Linked DNA regions of Sus scrofa: all the other regions are linked to region 4. A link is a contact called in public targeted proximity ligation data. All regions are on one chromosome and are shown on one strand. The core of a region is the stretch at or near the end of the contact, and the rest is flanking DNA. Distances in the headings are between cores, read along the strand shown.

What was found.
Region 1: a contact with region 4 is called in a targeted proximity ligation map of alveolar macrophages. A contact is called at or near these places in 2 of 2 datasets of targeted methods (alveolar macrophages and skeletal muscle).
Region 2: a contact with region 4 is called in a targeted proximity ligation map of alveolar macrophages. A contact is called at or near these places in 1 of 47 Hi-C or Micro-C datasets (liver) and 2 of 2 datasets of targeted methods (alveolar macrophages and skeletal muscle).
Region 3: a contact with region 4 is called in a targeted proximity ligation map of alveolar macrophages. A contact is called at or near these places in 2 of 2 datasets of targeted methods (alveolar macrophages and skeletal muscle).

Annotation. Positions count from the first base shown.
Region 1 is chr4:101,132,675-101,136,155 of Sscrofa11.1, reverse strand. It overlaps NOTCH2 (neurogenic locus notch homolog protein 2), which reads right to left. Exons shown (of 34, transcript XM_021090691.1): 24 at 1,778-1,890; 25 at 49-554. Among named protein-coding and RNA genes, the nearest start is that of ADAM30, 180 kb to the left of the region's middle.
Region 2 is chr4:101,067,004-101,070,356 of Sscrofa11.1, reverse strand. NOTCH2 (neurogenic locus notch homolog protein 2) reads right to left here. Exons shown (of 34, transcript XM_021090691.1): 5 at 1,258-1,380. Among named protein-coding and RNA genes, the nearest start is that of NOTCH2, 120 kb to the right of the region's middle.
Region 3 is chr4:101,041,608-101,044,600 of Sscrofa11.1, reverse strand. The region is part of intron 2 of NOTCH2 (neurogenic locus notch homolog protein 2); the gene reads right to left. Among named protein-coding and RNA genes, the nearest start is that of NOTCH2, 92 kb to the right of the region's middle.
Region 4 is chr4:100,908,869-100,912,342 of Sscrofa11.1, reverse strand. The region is part of intron 2 of LOC110260433 (a long non-coding RNA gene); the gene reads left to right. Among named protein-coding and RNA genes, the nearest start is that of NOTCH2, 41 kb to the left of the region's middle.

The DNA.
Region 1 (3,481 bases), core at 881-3,380, 220 kb before region 4:
GTGTGTTAGTGACAGTGTTCCTCAGCTCCAAGGACTCTAGACGCTTACTTGCATGTCTTGCTATTTCCCTGGCATTCAAAGTTGTCAAACAGGCACTCGGCTGTGTTGCACAGCTCATCACACTGGTTGTTGATATAGTCCCAGCAGGGAAGTGGGGAGGTGCAGTTGGCCCAGGGGTTCTCCATGGTGAGGGAACAGTCTCCCCCATCCCACTGGCAGGCATGGCTGTTGCAGGCCTCATCGCAGACGCCATCCCGAGCTTTGTCGGCACAATACTGGCTCAGACAGGTGGCAGGAGGGGCGCTGGGGGGTGCTGTGTAGAGTTCACAGTGGCTGCCCCAGAACGGTGGAGAACACTGGCAAGAGTAATACGGAGGCTGGCGCTGAGGGTAGCAGCTACCCCCATGCTGGCAGGGGCTACTGGCACAGCCTGACTCACAGTCCTGGGGGTTGGGGCAGAAGCAGCGGGGTCCCGAGGCTGTGTGCACACACTGTTCCCCTTTCTTGCACTTCACTTGTCCACAGCTGCTCTGGCATCTTGCCCCGGAGAATCCCTGGGGAAATCAGTGGACAAATGAGGATGGCAGGCCAACTCCTGAGGGCATGCCCTGTTTTCCCTCTCAGTCCTTTCTCTGCCGCACGTCTAGGGAGGTAAAGACTATTCATTTGGCTAAGACCTCTCCTTGTAGCCTCCTCGACCAAGTTCTAGGAAGAGACCTTTTCAAGTCAATGCATAGGTCAAGGCTGACAGCTCCATAGGATGAATATAGAATTTTCTCCCTCTAAGAGCTCACCTGTAAAAATGAAGTCCGCAGTTCATGGTAGGATAAAGGTCAGGCAACACCTTGTCTATTATCCTTTCCTAACCATTTAGGTCACTCATATAATGACTTGACAGAGGAAAAAACTCACTTAAGAATATTAGGCATAAAATTTTTTTTCCTATGTCTTTTTTTGTTCTTGAACTTCCTGCTCAGTCCAGGCCAAGATTACTGGACAAGTTTCCTTTTGATCTCTCTCCACACGTTGTCATCTGTTTTAAGGATGTTTTAGCCTCTGGCATTGGCAAAAGTGTTTGCACAAGGTTCAGCTTCCTCCTAGTTGAAGAAGCAGCTCCTGAATAGTCCCTGCCAAGGAATGTGAGCAGAGTGGCATTTCCAACCAACTCTGCCCCATTCTGGGCAGCGAGACTATCCTCCAGCACAAGACTCAGAAGCCAGGACACTAGCCCTGTTTTCAAGGGAACATTCCACTGCCCTTGGTGCTTCTGAAGTTTGAGAATCAGAGATCAGGGAGCTCACCGCTTCTCAGAGTATCTTCACAGTTCTAAGTGGAAAACTGAAACACTGTCTTATAAAGAGACCAACATGGAGAAACACGGCCCCTCTCCCCGAGTTCCTGTCACGGCTCATCGGAAATGAATCTGACTAGTATCCACGAGGACACAGGTTCGATCTCTGGCCTTGCTCAGTGGGTTGTAGATCTAGCCTTGCTGTGGGCTGTGGTGTGGGTCACAGATGTGGCTTGGATCTGGTGTTGCTGTGGCTGTGGCATAGGCCGGTGGCTGTAGCTCTGATTCAACCCCTAGCCTGGGAACCTCCATATGCCAAGGGTGTGGCCTAAAAAGACAAAAAATAAAAAGAAAAGAAACAAGAAATACGCTACCCCACCCTAAGAAAGTTCCCCCCAGAACTCAGAAACACCAGGTTTAATCTCAGCTTTGCCACAGACTATATGGAAGAGAGCATGCTCCTTAAATAGGCAACATGGCACTCACCGGGGGACAACGACAAATGAAACCATCAGGCATGTTGCTGGCCACAGCACAAGTCCCTCCATTCAGGCAGGGCATCTGGGGACACACATCGACGAAAGTTTCACAGTGACGACCTCAGGGCAGAAAATGAAAAGGGATTTTAAAAGGCAGAAGTGGTAACTGCAAGTTACTAAACTGAACACCACTGGGATGTAAGCTAGTCAAAGGATTGGAGAAGGAGCAAGCGTTATAAGAAATCAGTTCTAAGCCTAGGGGAACATGAGAGGATGAAGAAGGCATTCACTGGATCTCAACATGGTTGGCTCATCACTGACTCAGGAAAGTTTGCACATCTGTCTTGGCTACAGTAATGAGCATAAATGGCATATATGCCTGAACTGACTCACAAGACAAGATTGGTACAAAATATGACTCTGATCCCTCCAAAAAAGGGGGAAATTATACCTCAGCTTTTTTCTTTTTTTTAATGTCATTTCAGCTTTCATGAGTCAAAAGAAACATTTAGCAGAAGTGTTCACTGCATTCTGTTAACACTGTCTACTTCATAGGAGAGGCTGCTACAGGCCAATAAAGCTAAGTGGTGATTTGCAGTTTATAGTGAATTTTCATCTGAAATGTCTTTTCAATCATTTTCTAGCCTTTCTGTAACCTGACTGGCAGTGCTTTAAAACACAGCTTAATATTCCCAGAGGTAATCATCCCTAGGCACAGTTCTAAAGCAGAAGGCATCTTGAGCCCACTGTTCCATGACAAATCTAACTGAGAAAATGAACTCATGGGGAGACATGGGGCAATGCTGGGACCTGTTGGCAAAGAGCAGGATTCAGGACCCAACTGGCCATCAGACATTTAGAAGAGCAGTGGCTTTAAAGATGAAATTCAAATAGCAATAATTTTGGCCAACCAGAATTATGAGTTAGGGGTTACAGATGTTTGTCTCTTCAAATCACAGCACCAGACAATAACAAAGAGCAGCCATCCCATGAGCATGGGGCTCAAGGATTGATGGTCCCTTGATATTCATCCCCTCATCCAGCCTCCCACCATAATTGCAATGAATGAGTCAAAGGAATTTGTTTATTCACAAGTGTGGAAAATGTAGAAATACTACTTCCTGGTTGTGGGACCCCAGTTCAAGGTGCTCTCTATTCCTTTCTTTATCTGTTTCCATCTTTCTTTGTAGAGGAAGCCTCAGAGTTAATGAAGGGCACAGGAGCCAGTTCTGCTCCTCTGGCTTCCCAAGCACATTGCGGCCCATGTGAGACCACAGTCAGACTGCCTGTATGCTTTCTGTCCAGCATTGCCTCAAAGGTACAATTACATCATATAATTATATTACGGATTATAACTCTTCGATACTGCACCTAGGCATCTTACATATTCCAAACTCCATCCCATTTTTAATAAGATTCCAAAGTTCTTAAAGGTAACACATCTTTGAAATTGGAAGGAAGGATGTCTGGATATAACAGGCAGAAGGTAGCAGAGTTCAACTTGCCAAATTATTAGTAAATAGACTACTGTAGATGCTTACCTGACTCTCAAAGGATACTCCTACAGCATAAGATTTGGAATGACCCCAGAAGGGCAAGACAGATTTTTGAGTATCTGATGATACTGTCACACTTAGACATAAACAACTACTTTAGTCCTCAAAGTCCCCAAGCTGCCCTTCCAGAAATAATGAGTAAGTGCCTATGATAA
Region 2 (3,353 bases), core at 302-2,801, 160 kb before region 4:
ATAAATAGATATAAACAGAAATTGGAACCAAATGTTTACATAAACTCAATTTCAAAAATAAGAGGAAAATCTGCCTAAGACATTAAAAACTTCCAATATAAATTGGAAAGTTATACTTCCAGTTATAAATTTAAGACTAGTTTTCTAACATCAGAAAAATCTATGTGCAAAAAAGGGATTAAAAAAGGAAAAAGAGAAATGTAGATAGACGTCATAAAAATAACATCATTAAGAAGACCTGCTCAACCCTTTGCATAACTATAGGACATGGAGTTTCCATCACGGCTCGGTGGTTAACAAATATGACTAGGAACGATGAGGTTGTGGGTTCAATCCCTGTCCTTGCTAAGTGGGTTAAGGATCCGGTGTTGCCGTAAGCTGTGGTGTAGGTCACAGACGTGGCTCAGATCCCAAGTTGCTGTGGCTCTGGCATAGGCTGGAGGCCATAGCTCTGATTAGACCCCTCGCCTGGGAACCTCCTTATGCCACAGGAGCGGCCCTAGAAAAAGGCAAAAAGACCAAAAAAAAAATAATAATAATTATAGAACATGACAGTAAAATGAGATCGGTTTTTGTCCGTACACAAACAATAAGCTCTGAACTCTCACGGTCTGTAAAATTTATTTTCCCTTCCTTTTAGCTGGAAGAAGGGTGGGTAGAAGGGGGAATATTTTAATAACTTTATCACATAATTATGAATATTCTTTGATACTACACCAAAACTTGACAAGTTGTAGTTTCTTTTTCTTTTCCAGCCTTACTGAGCTATATTTAACATACAACATCATATAAGTTTAAGGGGGTATAAGATGATGATATGTGAAATGTAAAATGTGAAATGATTACCACAGTAAGATCAGTTAACATGTCCTTGACCTCACACAGTTACTGTTTTTGTGTGTATGTTGTGAGAACATTTGTATTTTTGCATTTAAGTATGTTCTTTTCCTCAAATACTAATAAGCATCTGCTATGTTCTAGGCATGGCAGATGTTTTTGCCAGATAATAACTTCAAGAGTCTGTCAATAATGCTCTTTTCTCATATCTCCCACCTAGTATTGGGCTGGGTTTACAAAAGCTGCCCAATAATACCTGTGAAAATATTTCTTTCTTCAAGTGAACACGGGTACATATTGGTAGCACTATACCCAATGATGAAGTACGAGATCCTTGTAAAAGGAGTCTACTTCAATAACAACCTGCCTCTGGTGACCAACCTACACCCCATTCTGACTGATGTGTCACACGGGACATACCTGTCCACTGAGGGGGGCAGCGGCAGTTGTAAGTGTTGACCCCATCCACACAAACCCCTCCATTCTGACACTTGTGGTTAGGGCAGTCATCAATATTCCTCTCACAGGTGATGCCTTCGAAACCTAGGACGAGAAGAACAAGAGAAAATGATAAATTATCACACAGATAATGTGATCTGCTCTTCGCCACAGGACGTGGTCGTCAGAACAGACTGACTTCATTATTTCAGTTCAATTGTCAGCAGCTGGTCAACCCAAGACTCACCACAGAAAAAAATCCCCCAACCTTCTGTCTTCTCTTACTTCAAGCACGGACAGTTAAAAATGACTCATTTTGCCAGTGACATGCCTTCATAGTTACCTCACAAGTATTTCAAAGTGTTTTCATGAAATAAAATCCCAGTGAAGATAAATGTCTACACAGGACAGCTATTAAGAGGTTCTTTAAAAAAAGGGAGGAGGGTATTAGATTTTCCCCAGCTCCGTGCTAGATTAATGGGAAGAACAGATGAAAGATTGCCTAATTAAATTTAAATTCCTTTTAATTTTTTTTCCCCTGGAATGACTGCTTGGGAAAATCAGAGGAGAATGGGGGTGGGGGCATAAAAAAATACTGAACATAAAATCTGAATATATGGGTCAAAGTCACCCTCACTGCTTTTAAGCTATTTAATACATGGTAAATTACAAACTCTGAAAACAGCTTCCTCATCTGTAAAACGAGGCTGATTTCACCTGCCCAGCCTGCTTTTCTAGGTTGTTCTAAGTGCCACATCATGAGTAAAATACAGTATAAATATAAAGAGCTATCTGAACATGGGGTGGCATTATTACTAATTAAACTTGTCAACCCTTCAAATTCTTCATCCTTTTCTCCACTTTTATAGCATTGCTTCCTTCCTCTTGATTTTTTCCTTTTACGAAAATGAAACTAGCACACCAAACTTCACCCTAACTGCCCATACTGCTGTGCTCCTCTATAATTTATATATTGGGCTTTTTTCTTTCTCCTTGCTACAAAATCTCATAGCTATTAAAATAAAAGACTACCAGTTTTAAAACAAGACAGAATGTTCACTGAACATTCTCTTATTTGAAATACAGTATGACTAAATATTTGACCTCTATCAAAATGTTCCCTAAGGTTCCTCTCTCTTACTCAAAACACTTGTGAGTCTTACACTATGCACCAGCACAACTGTGTAAAGGAGAGTCCCTGCTTTCGGGGCATTTACAGTCTGGTGAGACATCAATTACACCTCGCTTTATTCACTCCTTACCACAAGCTACTGTGGCATTCTATATCTTCTCTGTTACACTGAACGTGGCTGGTTTCTCTAACTACAGTAGCAGTTATGTAAATGAGTATGAACCAAGTTACTGAAAAAACTACCCAGAGACCAAAGGAAATCACTTTGTGGAAGATGCGGATAAATGAAAACTTGACTGAAGAGAAATTACATTTCTCCAGGTATTTGGTACTCAGTCCATTCAAGTAGATGAATCATTATGTCAGCTTGAGAAAGACTCTGAAAAATGTTATAGACTCAGACTTTTTAAATTATTCATATTACTCATATATCTGTTTAATCATATGAAAGTCTTCCAAATGGACTAATGAGTCAGAAAGTGTCGAACTGTTTAAGCCCACCCACAATTACGATAAATTGAGGGCAAATCTATAGATAGATGTATAGTCCCTGAACAACTGAGGTCTGTGTTCCTAGTCTAGTGCTCCTCAATGGAAACATTCTTCAGGAAAGTTAGAGAGTGGTTTAGATTATGGGATGATGGGATACATAAGGGGTCCTGCCCAACACTATTAGAATCTGTATGGTCTGGTGGTATCCTAGAATTGATATTGGTCATCCTCCCCCAACCTGATCTCCCTGGTGACAAAGACAAAATGTGGTTGACTAGGGTGTCAAGGAGGTGATGAAAGCTTTGAAGCCAAACTATAAGGAATTGAAATTATGACCCTGTATTTATACTAGCCAGTGCTACAACTAACTGAACTTACTAACCACAGGCAAATTAAGAAAGCAGAAGCATTTCAACATAGCCACAGCGTTTAAGAACTAAAATGTTGTCTTTTT
Region 3 (2,993 bases), core at 256-2,755, 130 kb before region 4:
TTTGTTCCCAAAACTATACAAATGCCCACCTCTCTGGAGGGAATTTATCACTTATTCAAGTAGTTTTCTCAGTGACTTCCTCTCAGTCTCTGCTTCTCTGGCTTTGGGTCTCTGAGAGAACACAGTTCACACAGGAGGCTGTGAGTACAGGGAGTTTCAAGGGGCTTTTCCCTAGAAAATAGTTTCATAAATTAGTCTGAATACTTATCAGCCCCATACAGATAAATCCACGTGTTTTTCTGAAAAAGCCTGCCATTTCTGACATGAAGAGGTCCACTCTTTCATGGTTACTGTTCAAACACACATGAGGAATGAGGTGGAGGGGAGGGAAGGAGGGAAGAGAAGAGAGAATAACAAGGGATTCCTCCTAATGGAACTAGAAAACATTCCAACTGAAAGGCTGCCCATACAGTCCCCCCCTCAATAAAACAGATGAAAACCAGACCCCCCAACTCTCACATGTCACCAGCAGCCTGGATTCGTTTACATGTAGCCACTTTACAGATTTCAACGAAGTTGGGATCTGAATAGCAATTCCAATCTATCTGGCAATGGCTGGAGTTGAGGATCAGTCTCCCTAGTAATACAGGACAGAAAAATTTGTTCTTTCAAGTTTCCTAAGTGAATAACCACTCATCTAGAGAAAAGCTTAAAACACTGTAGCAGCTTGTGTCAGCATCAAGATGACTGAGGTCTGAGCAGGAAATAAACCCCTTTTCCAAATAAAAGCCAGTATTCTCTCTCCTTGTTTTCTCCATCGAATGTTCTGTATCAGCAGGGTGAGCCCAAATGGCACCCAAGGCTTTGCTGCAGCTCTGCCTTAGCTTTTTTTTTACTGAAGATTTGGTCATTAAAAAAATAAAACAACAAAGCAAAACCCCACCACATACAAGAAAGAAAAAAGAGAAGTGTGCTTTACAAAACAGCTATTTCAAAATCATGATTTTTTAAAAACTATACAGAATGTGGAATGGAGAGGAAAAAAATGTCTCATGTGGGTTGCGTCGGCCCTGCAGCTGCTCCTCATTAAAGCTCCTCTTTACTCCCTCTGGGCTGGTTTCCAGGAGAAAATTCTTTAAACAGAACTCTGCTTTCAACCCACTTTCTTCTTGCTCTGGGCCTCTTGGCCCCCCAATCCGCAGTGGCAGCGTGCCCTAACTGAGCTCTAGAAGGGGGAGCTGTCGTTAAGGTAAATGAGGTAAGGGCAGAGGGGGAAAAAAAAAAACAACAAAACCCAGAAACCAAATTAAGCATTGGTCAGTAACAAAGGTCTGCAGTTTGAAAAGGCCCCAAGTCGGTCTGTTCTTTCCTGTGACCATAATGCCAGCTTAGTTTCCTGCCCCCTCCCCCAAGCCCTCCTTAAAGTAGATAAAAATAATTGCTAACAGCCAAAGCTAACTGTAACCAGTTAAAGTTCCTATATAATACTGAATTCCCAAGACTCTGGCTTACACTCCACTCCCCCAGATGCCCCAGAGCCTACAGAATCAAGTCTAAACTCAGGCTGGCATTCAAGAGGCCCAACCCACTAACCTCGTGGGCCCACTTCTCCCACTACCTTGAGTTTGACACCTCATCAAACTGTCAACTTTTTAATTCTGTAACTCTGTGTAAAGGTAACCAACAGGGTTATGCTAATTACTGCCTTTAGATTTAAAAAAACAAAACAAAACAAAAAACAGTACATGAAGACGTCTTGTTAACTTCCTGGCAAAGAGGGGAAGAAGAAAGAGCTCTGTGACGGTGACTTCTTGCCATTCCTCACCTCCCCTCCCCCAAAAAAGAAAGGAAAAAAAGGAAACACTATAGCTTACTCAGCAAGAAGGAAAAACAAAAAGAACTAAAAAAAGTATTCGTGTAGAGAGTTAGGACCCAGTGCTGGGCTGTTTGTGGTAAAACACTTTCTAAGGCTTTGCTGGTTTGATGTAAAGGAAACAAAGATAAATATACAATCAATTTCTCTCTCTCTCTCATTCTCATTCTCTCTCTCTTTCACACACACACACACACAACTTTTTTTTTTTTTTTTTACCACAACTAATAAACAAAGACTACCAATACTGCAGGACAGCCCATTTTTCTACTATGTAAATTCAGCTTCCTGAACAGAACATTTCTGCTTTTCTTGTAGAAGTATTTCAGAAAATGTTAATCTTGGTTCCCACATTAGGCTCAATGCTTCCAAATTAAAAGTTTCCCACAGGAAAAGAATTTCACGGGGAATTGTGAGGCTGGGAATTATCTTCTGAGACTCCACCTCATTTGTTTCCATGTGTTCACGTTTTTCAACACACCCCCCCATCTGAATAAAGCAATAAACACACACTGACTTTAATAAATCCAAACCAAAAAGAAACTACAGTGGTATAAGCTTTAAAGCTATTAATTCACAACATTGCTCATCTTCATCGGAGACTAGGAAATCAGTAACCACTGCAGTGGGAACCATGCTTTATTTACACAAGAATTTGCAAACACCCTTATCTTCCAGTTTATAGTCTGGGCTCATTTATCAGAACTCAAAAGCTGAACTGAGTGCGTAGCCTCTTCAATCATCACTTGAAAGATGGGGCAAGGGCACACAAACAGTGCTGAAGACTTGCGTTGCTGCTAAACAGAAGGTGGTCTTTCCTCTGTCTTCTAGCACACAATCAGTACCATACCATGTTTCACTGCACTGGATGCTAAGAAAACATCTACTTGTGATTAAAACAAGGCAAACATACTCTAAACATATGAGTTTACAAAAAACACCCTTCGCAGTAATAGGCAAAAATGAGTGAGTTAAGCCAGTTGTTCCCGAGCTATGTACTGTACAGTTATTGCAAGGAGTCTGCCAACAACTGTACAGAACGCTTATGAAGCATTCTCTAGACTACTATATCATGTTCTGTCCATGTTTAAATGGACTATAACTGCTTTTACAATTATTAAAATATAAAGGTATTATAAAGGGTTACGGAATTGAGTATATTTTGACATGATGCATTATA
Region 4 (3,474 bases), core at 618-3,117:
TACCCTCCCTGCAAATCGTCTCTTATTTCATAAGTAAGCTTTTCCAAAAAGTGGCTCACACGCCCTGTCTCTCCCTCTTGGCACTCATATTGTGAATTTTCCTTGTTCTAAGGAATGTAATTTGTTAAGGCAGGTCACCAGTTGAAAGATGGCATCTAGGGAGCATAGTCACCCCAATCCTGCAGTTTGGATCACACATAATTATTAAACACAACTTGAGGGTTTAACAAGAGGAATGTCCTTGTCACTGAAGAAAGTGGGCAAAATCTAGGCAGGCACTCAGGCCGGGGAAGCTTGCAGCATTCCTCTGAGCCTGGAGGAGTTTCCCATTCTATGGCCGCTTTCCCCTCCCTTCCTTTCTGGAGGGAAGGGAGGAAAGAAGAGGGAGAAAAGAAAAGAGGGAGGGGGGACAGTTTCAAAACAAAGTCACCTGACTACAACCTCATTCCCTTTTTCTTTGATTAGGACACCCTCCAACTCACTGCTGTTGGGGTTGCTAAAACAGAGGCCATGTTTACCACTTGAGGCTCTGGCCTTGTGAGAGAAGATGGTCCATCTTACTCCAGAATTCTTTGCCTCACCTCCTATCCAAGTGCCCATATTCCTCCCTTTAAATTTCATTGATGATCTAGATCTCGGAAATTTTCTGGGTTGAAGAGAAAGAAACTGAACATGATGGGAGGGGTGAGAAGGCTGCAAGGGAAAGGGGTAGGCAGCAGGGCACGTTGCACCTATTTCCCAATGCTTCCACAGTCGGTCCTGGCCGCTTGCAGGATAGAAAAGTGAGAAGCAGAAAGGCCAATGAGTAACTTAGTGGTCTTGGGTACACGGTATGTTCTCTACCCCCCACCCCCCCAACTCCAGCTGCACTAACTGTATTTCCTGTTCTGTTATCTAAAGTGTGAGTCTGGCACTCTCTGAAGACACAAGTGCCCACTTCCAGCCAAACAAAGCAGCCTTTCCTCCAGCCCAAGATGCCCCCCCACCCCCCGCCCCCGCCCAGTTTCTGTTCTCTGCTTCTCCAGCTGGAAAAGCAGGGCCCAGCTCTCACCTCCTCAGATTCGGAGGTGATGAGTAATGATCCACTGTGAGACTCTACAGTTTCAAGGAGTTCCCAACCTGATCAGTATTTAAAATCTAGACCAAATTATTGCACATTTTCCCACACTTTTCATTTCCTTTCCCTATAGTTCTGGCTGCTGAAGAATTAGTATCTCCTTTAATAGCAAAGGTGGCAAACATAAGTAGTAAGGGTAGGCAGAGGCAAAATCATAAAGTAGGTGGAGTATATCGTTGATGCTCTCATCTCCTCCCTTTCTCCTTCTCCCTCTATCGAAGTCAGGAAAAAATCTGAAAATGGTCATTTACACATTAATGTGAATTTAAAGCTCTCTAATTGTCTCTCACAGGGATTTTTATAAATTTTTTTTTTTTTTTGGCCACTCCTAGAAGCAGCCTTTCAGGCAGGTAGCCAGTGTATTTTTCAGGGAACATGGGAGCCTATATCAGGTAGAGAGCTCCTTAGAAACACTTGTATCCCTGGGAGGTTCCTGCTCACAGAGCTGCACTATGAGGGGATTTTGAAATAAATGGTCCACAGCCATTCATTTCGGGGACTTTTCCCCAGCCTCTGCCTCTCTGGTGGCTTTTCTGTCATTACCTACCTTCTTAGGCCAATACCTGGTGACACTCATGGTGACCCAGAAGGCTGGATCACGGGAAGTAGAGAATGGGCTGTGCTGATGATTTATTAAACTCTGTGGCTTCTTGCTCCTCCACAAGACTCCTCATCAGAGGGTGCGGCTTGGGTCATGCTGGGCACTCAGCAGCTTTGTGGTGGGTATCGGTTTGTGCTTCCTCCCCCTTGCTTTCGATTCAATGCTTTCCTGTTGCAGTCTGAGCAGTTCTATTTAACCGCAGCCCCACAGCAGCTACCACTGCATGCAAACTGGATCCAATCAGGGGCAAGTGTAGGGTAACCAGAGGGGAAGAGTTAAGAGGTAAGAAAGGAGAGTGCTAGAAGCCAACTGGAAATGAACAAAAAATTCCAAAGAGAGAACATCATGGTGAATAATAATTGAGAAAACATTCCAGTAATTTAAAAAAATATGTTCCAGCTCACATTCAGTTGTGGTAAAAGTCAATCCTGACCTGAGTTAATCAGTTCAAATACATTTTCATTAGAACATAGCCTTGGATGTATTTTTCAAAGAATTAAGAAATATATCAAATTAGATAAAGTTAATTTGGGTTTTAATCCAAGAATTAATATAAAATTAAGTAGCCAAATTCAGTTCTGATAAGGTTAATGACAATTTCAGGGTAGAATTTAGACTTCATATAATTGAGGTCCTAGAGAGGGTGTTCCAGGCAAGGGCAAGAGCATTTGTGAAGGCCCAGAAGCAGGAGGAAACAGTTTGTATTTAAAACACTGCAAGCCAGCATGAGTGATGCACAGACTGATGGCAGGTAGGCAGGTTACTGATCATGAAGGGCTTAGGAGCTATGCTAAGAAGTTTGGACTCCATAGCCTATGAACGGTGGGAACAACTAAATGATTTTTAAACAAAGGAGGTGAATTGTTCAGAATTACATTTACAAAAAAGTTTCTGATAAGTGGTGGAAAATGACACAAGAAGAGAAAAACCGGGGGCAGGAAACTAGCAAAGTCTTGCACAAATCCAGAGGCGATTGATTGCTTAGGCCAGATGGGGATGAGAGTAAGTGGGTAGATCCAAAGAAGTAGATTTAACTGGACTTGGTTGTTGATTGAATGTGATGAGTGAGCAAAAGAGTAAGCAAGGTTGAATCTTAGGTTTCTGGCTAGAGCATCCGGGCAGATGTTGTAGCATATATTTGGATAAGAAACATTAGAAGAGGAATAGTTTGAAGGAGTGAGTTAATATGGCTTCAGGAACTTCCAAATTGAAATGGTTCTAGAAGGCAGTTGAATATTTAAGTCTGGAGTTCAGGAAAGGTAGAGATTTGGAAATCACTGGAATGTAGATCTCAACTACATTGAAAGGGATATGATTTCTCAGAGAATGTGTAGAGGATAGAGAGGCTGGCATAGGATGGGGTCTTGAGCAACAGCAACACCTAAAACTCTTGTAGAGAAAAAGGAGCTTGCAAAGGATACAGAATATCCATGACTAAAGTAGGAAAACCATACTAGTGTGTGGAAACCAAAGGAAGATGGTGAGTCCATCTAGGAGGTCATTAGAATCAGATGCTGCTCAGAGTCAACTAAGATAGTGACTGATGTATCCACTGGATTTAGTAACATCATCAGGGGGTGGGGGGAATCACTGTCTTTAGTGAAAGCCCCTTCAACACAGTGGGAACCAATGCCAGATTAGGCTGGGTTGAAAAATGAGGGCCAAGTGAAGAATTAGACACAATAGAGTAGAAGTTCTTTGGTGGTTCAGTGGATTAAGGAACTGGCATTGTCACTGCTGTGTATGGGTTCAGTCT